2 separate regions of the Drosophila melanogaster genome follow, and region 2 is linked to region 1. The links are chromatin contacts, called in public Hi-C maps. All regions are on one chromosome and are shown on one strand. The core of a region is the stretch at or near the end of the contact, and the rest is flanking DNA. Distances in the headings are between cores, read along the strand shown.

What was found. A called contact is a pair of places that touch in the nucleus more often than the background predicts.
Region 2: a contact with region 1 is called in a Hi-C map of the Kc167 cell line, with 1.9 times the contacts expected there. A contact is called at or near these places in 4 of 107 Hi-C or Micro-C datasets (the Kc167 cell line, the ML-DmBG3-c2 cell line, the S2 cell line and 1 more).

The regions. Positions count from the first base shown.
Region 1 is chr3L:5,478,259-5,481,158 of dm6, forward strand. CG4835 reads left to right here and starts at 1,532. Exons shown (of 2, transcript NM_139708.3): 1 at 1,532-1,598; 2 at 1,738-2,900. The coding sequence starts at 1,592.
Region 2 is chr3L:5,696,204-5,699,103 of dm6, forward strand. All of the region lies in intron 14 of sif (still life), which reads left to right. The region is part of intron 15 of CG46320; the gene reads left to right. Among named protein-coding and RNA genes, the nearest start is that of CG44521, 16 kb to the right of the region's middle.

The DNA of each region.
Region 1 (2,900 bases), core at 282-2,781:
TTTCACCCGCTTCTCCGCCGCCATTCCTTTGAGGAGCAGCCAGGCGGACAGAAAGGCGAGCAGGTGCTCAGCTGTAACTAAACGTCCGTTTTAACATTGCCATCTGATGGTCCTGCTTCTTGTTTCCCAGATTTTGGATGGGGTGTGGCATGTGGCACATGTCAGTTGCTGGTCACGTCGCATGCAGGGGCATAATTGATAGTTCAATCTGTTGCAGATCAAACGCTTGACAGCAGCCAACAGATCAAGCTGAAAAATTGTCCAGCAGCAAGTTTGGCCAAAGAGGTGGGAACATTTGATTATATTTGATTTGTTGAGCTAATTCCAAAGAAAAATATGCTAAGTATAGAATAAATTTCATATATCTTTTTATAAAAGAGTAATCATGAGTACCTATAAGTATTGTTTCATTCATACTCCTGACTTTAATTTACCCAAAACCATTTATTATTTTAATCTCAAAAAATCTGTACTTAAATAATCCGCACTTTCTTTTATGCAACTTTATTTTTATATTAATGGATTTGTCCTTTCAGGCTGCACTTTATATTTTCCAACTTCGTGACTGTTTGTCAACCCAAAGGCGACTGAAGAAGGGATGGAAAAAAGGTCAGCCAGACAGCATAAAAACATCCTTCAGACAAATAGATTTGTATGCTTTTAAGTAATTTGCAGCACAAATTGAAATACCATGGCTAGCTTTCTATGCAACTGCAGCTTGCAAATCCACTTTAAACTAGAGATACAAATTTCTTCAATCTGTTTATACATTTTCAACTAATTCTACTTAATGCCGTATTTTGTGTGCCACTCATGTTTTGTCGCTTAATTTTAATGGCTTGCCGGGCATTAAACTTCTAGCTTCATTTATGTTTATGTTCGCATTTTTATTCGTGTAATTTACGCGTCGAGTGCTGATCATAAATTGTGACTCGAACTTCGCTGTCGGAAAGGTCACGTGGGCTCATTAAAGACCCAACAACACCGTGAACTGGAACAAGAACAATAAGTGTAATAACAGCAGCAATAAGAGTCACAAAAGGCGCACACAAAACACATGCGAACAGGATAAAATGATTTACCTTCGAAATGAAAGAATATAAAATGACACTCATTTCACAAGCAATACGTGTGTAAAAAAACACCAGTAGGGGAAATACTTAAAGAAAACCCCAGAGAAGCTTCCTGCCTTATATTTTGCTTAAAATTAACCTTTATAAACAAAACAATCTATGACGCCACGATAAGACTTCAATACGTAATTGGCTTATCACTAGATTAGAATATTACGGAAACTATCTTGTGTTGCTCGTGTTGAAATGGCACTTAAGAAAAATAATTCAGAAGTTAACGATAACATAAAATCACAAATCACAATCACTAGAATGAAAACGATATTCTATAAATTTCAAAGAATTTCTAATTAAATCTAATCAAAATGTCATTAATATAAGCTACCGACGTTGTATCAGGAAATAGCTTTTGCTATAGACAAGACAGTTGGCCTAGTTAACAAGTCAGTGTGGAGTTAAACTCGCAGGCGAAAAGACCTATTAAAAATATATAGTACAATTTAGAAAGGGGAGTTGTTATGCAAGGTAAATCTAAGATATTCTATGCAAGTACAATGCAATAAATTATTATGTCAATTATACATAAATATTTAAACTTAAATACTAGTAATAGTCTCTGTATGTTTTTTTTTTTGTATTATTATTGTATTCTTTCCTTTTCCAGATAATATTTTCAAGCCTTTGCCATGGCTTCTGGTGGTTATCGCCGTATTCTGGAGCTGGCAGCTAAATGTTTTGGCCCTGCCAAAGATCGAACCTCGTCACGAAACTTGCAACAATGAACAGCGATACGAAAACCAGGTGATGTGCGAGGGCAAGGACTTTGGTGCTTTGGTACCGTATCCGGATAACTGTAGTTTGTTCCTAGTTTGCGACTGTCTCTATCCCACGGTGAAGTTGTGTCCCGCAAATCTCTGGTGGGATAATAAGACCCAGCAATGTAATTATCCCCAAGCTGTAGAATGTATCTACTACTCGATTGAAACGCCAGAACCTACGGATGGAACTACTCGATTTACGCCAGAACCAACATCCAGTACTCAAAAGATAACGCCAGAACCCACAGAACCACCATCAAGTACGGCAAAGATAACGACAGAAAGTACCACCGGAACCAGTACAGAGATAACGTCCTCTACCCCCTCAAGTTACCTCCCAACATCCAGTTGGGATCCACCACCGGCACCACCGGGAATTTCAGATGACTACTGTCGCAACAAGGAGGATGGCTCGGTACATTATTATCCATATGACTGCCAGGCCTATATAAACTGCACTTACGGCTGGCCCGTGCTAAATTACTGTATTGAAGACAAGGTATTCAATAAGTACCTTGGCATTTGCGATACTCCCGATATGGCAGATTGCGAGGAGCTGCCCCTTCCTACAACCACAACAGAAATGCCGCCCACTTCAACAACTGAGGAGGATGTGGTTTGCGGTCCAACGCCGGAGGGAATTGAAGAGGATTATTGTGTGCCGAAGGGAAATGGTTTCTATGAGTATCCTTACAATTGCAGTGGGTACTTGGCCTGCAAAAATGGTTGCACAGATTTGGATTACTGCCAGCCGGATAAACTCTTTAATAATTGGCTGCACATCTGCGATACACCCGATTCGGTGCGGTGTGACCCCCTGCCATTCCCCACAACTCCGGGAACAACCAACAAACCAACGACGCCTTCAGTCACGACGACGCCTTCAATCACTACAACTCCTTCAACGCCTACAACACTGCCTTCTGATGGGTCTACAACGGAAATACATTCTAGCACCACAGAAGAGATTGTAACCACTACAGATGGACTTCCCTCTGATGTCGATCCA
Region 2 (2,900 bases), core at 103-2,602, 220 kb after region 1:
CCTCGGCCTCGGCGAGAATGTCTCCCAGTTGGCCAGCCAACTCTTTCGCTTTGGCAGCAAAAAGCGTCCAGGCGTTTGCATCTGCAATGCCCAGTGCCGGCTGCAATCGCTGGGTGAGACCAAAGGCAGCCTGGGAGCCACCACACTTAAGACCCATCATGGCAGCCTGGACAGATTGCTGCAAAAGGGAGACGGAATTGGTACAGCAACCAGTGGTGAGCGCTCGATAAGCTGGGTGGTGGATGGTGGTGGGGCGGGCTCTGGTGCCCTGCTCAATGCCTCCTCCGACGAAAGTGATGACAAGAAGAAGAAACTGGACGAGGGCAACCAGCTGCCGCCACCGCCACGCCCACCCTCGCGGTCACATGCCAAGCCCACGGCGAAGGAGGAATTCGATCGGGGTGTCGAAGTGGAGAAGTTCTATCACCAGATCAACGGCGACATCTTCGAAATCACTCGACGGGTGAGAGCTCGCGATGAGGAGACAATGGAACAGAAATGCATCAGGCGGAAGGGATCGGTGAGGCTAACGGAACCCACGGGTCACGCACACGTGCGAATTGAGCAGAGACCTCAGTTGCCACCGAGACGGCAGAAAAGTGCCGAGGAAGTGGCCACCATGCCAAAGAGTGCCCTGCGCCAACCGCCCGAGCAACTGGAGTGGTTCGATCGCCGGGCTCAACAGCGTCACTCCGCCCGATCCGCTGAAGGTGGCCAGGTGCGGGAGGAGACTATGGAGTGGCTGAAGCTCCAAAAAACTGCCAGTCCCATCCAGCCAGTGCGCACCTCCTCGGGTCCCAGTGAGATCACAGTCCTAAAGGACGAACTGCCCGACTGGCTGCTCGATCATCTGCCGCGTAAGAAGGAGCGAGAACGCGATCGATTGCCTTCGGATGCGGACAAGGCTGTGGGTTCTGCGTATGCCAAGGCCTTGGCGGATCTTCTCAAGAAACCGCTGTCCCGACAAGGTTCCGGACCCTGTGAGTTCTCGCTGCTGAAAACTGATATTGTGGAGTGGCTCACCAAGATGCAGAGCAGCAGTGGAACGGATAGGGGCAAGTCCCGTCGGTCGCATCATCGCCGGAATGGCAGTGGTGGCGATGCCCAGCCCCGTTCCAATTCCCAGGAAGATGCCCAAGATCAGTCGAAGACCAGCCATCGGAAGAGACACTCCCTGGGACACAGTGGAGCAGTCAGCGAAGAGGAACAGCAACAGCTCACTGCCGATTGGATAGCCTATCCTCTCCACAAGCTGCAATCCCTCGGAAAGCAACCTCCTCCAGCTCAACCACCGGAGAGAATGAGCATTCCCAGTGGCTATGCGGTGCCCAGTGCCCTTTCACACACTCCCCTATGCCAGCGGAGGGAGGAGCGTTCACGGGAGAGAAGACTGCGGCACTCGGCCAGCGAAGTGGTGGGGAGTGGTGGGGCAGGAGCGGCATCCACATCAAACACCGCCCATCTGGAACGACTGTATGCCAAGCCGCACAAAGAACGCTATCAATATGTACCGAAAACCAAGGAGTCTAGTGGTCGGAAGGAGCGTTCCCGTCGCCATCAGACCCAAAGGTCCGCCACGGTCTCCGATATGTCCGCCCAGCGTTCCGGTGGCCACAAGCGTAAGTCTTCGAGTGCGGAGAGGGCTCCTCGTTCACCATCCCCGGGACCCTGTACGGATCCCGATTGTCCACTACTGCCCATCTGTACGGATCCGCACTGCCGGTACCAGGAGTGCCAGGCGAGGCAGTGCATCACGTCGTCGGTGAGTTCGGTAAATCTGGCCAGGCATCAGCAACTGGCGCAGGTGCAACTGCATGCAGTTCCAGCTCATCTGGTTGGAGCCATGGGCTCCGATGTGCCGACGACACCATCCACAACGGCAACGCCTCCGCCGCCAACAGGAGGTGGAACTATGGGAGTGGGAGCAACCGGAGCAGGAGCTGGAGCGACGAGCGAACGCCGTCTGGTCATCTGCCACGATTGTCGATCCTGTGCCCCGCTGCTCAGCTGCCGGAATCGCAAATGCCTCAATGCCGCCAAGTGCAACTCACTGCCTCGCTGTGCCGCCGACTTCAATCGCCTGCGCACCCAGCTGTCCCAGCCGCCCACCACATTGGATGACATTGAGCCGGCGCCACTGGACGACCTGGAGATGCAGCCACTGCCCTCGCCACCGCATCCACATCCGCACCATCACTATCGCAGCAATTCACAACCAAACACCCTCCAGAGAGGAGACTCCGCCAGTTCCGCAGGAATGGGTGCAGGAGTCGGAGGTGCTGGACATGGTGGATTAGGAGGACCGGGATCGGGCCTCGCTTGGCTGGAGCCAACAACCACGCTAGTGCAACCACTGCCCGCCTATGTGCACCACTCCAATGGCAAGCTGATGAAATCCGCCTCGGCTGCCTCACTGAATTCCCGTCGACGGCGTCACAAAACCGTGCACTTTGGCGAGAATCTTCTGCGGGAGGTGTGCCAAAACCGGAAGCTCATCAAGACGGAGGCCCAAGTGCCCTCCGGTTCGGCGCCCATGAAGGCCAACATCCAGATGCTGTACAACTTCGTGGAGGGCGTGTTGAGCGCCTGGGTGGACGACGACGAGGATCAGGTGCGCTCTGGTGCGGAATCGGAGCCGGAGCACGGTGTGGTGCCCATGCAGCCGATCCACAGATGCAACCGCCTGCGTTACCAGTGCATCCGGCGCGTTGTTGAGGAGGCTGCCGATCTCCAGGGCACCCTGAAACTGGGCAACTCCCGCTATCGCCATCGCCATTGGCGCAGCACCGCCAAGCAGTGCAACGAAATGTTCCTTCGCAAGGTAGGAGGAGCTGATCCTCTAGAGGATTCATTTTATTTTTTTAAGGATTTCTAATCTTTTAATGAATGATCTAGGGGTT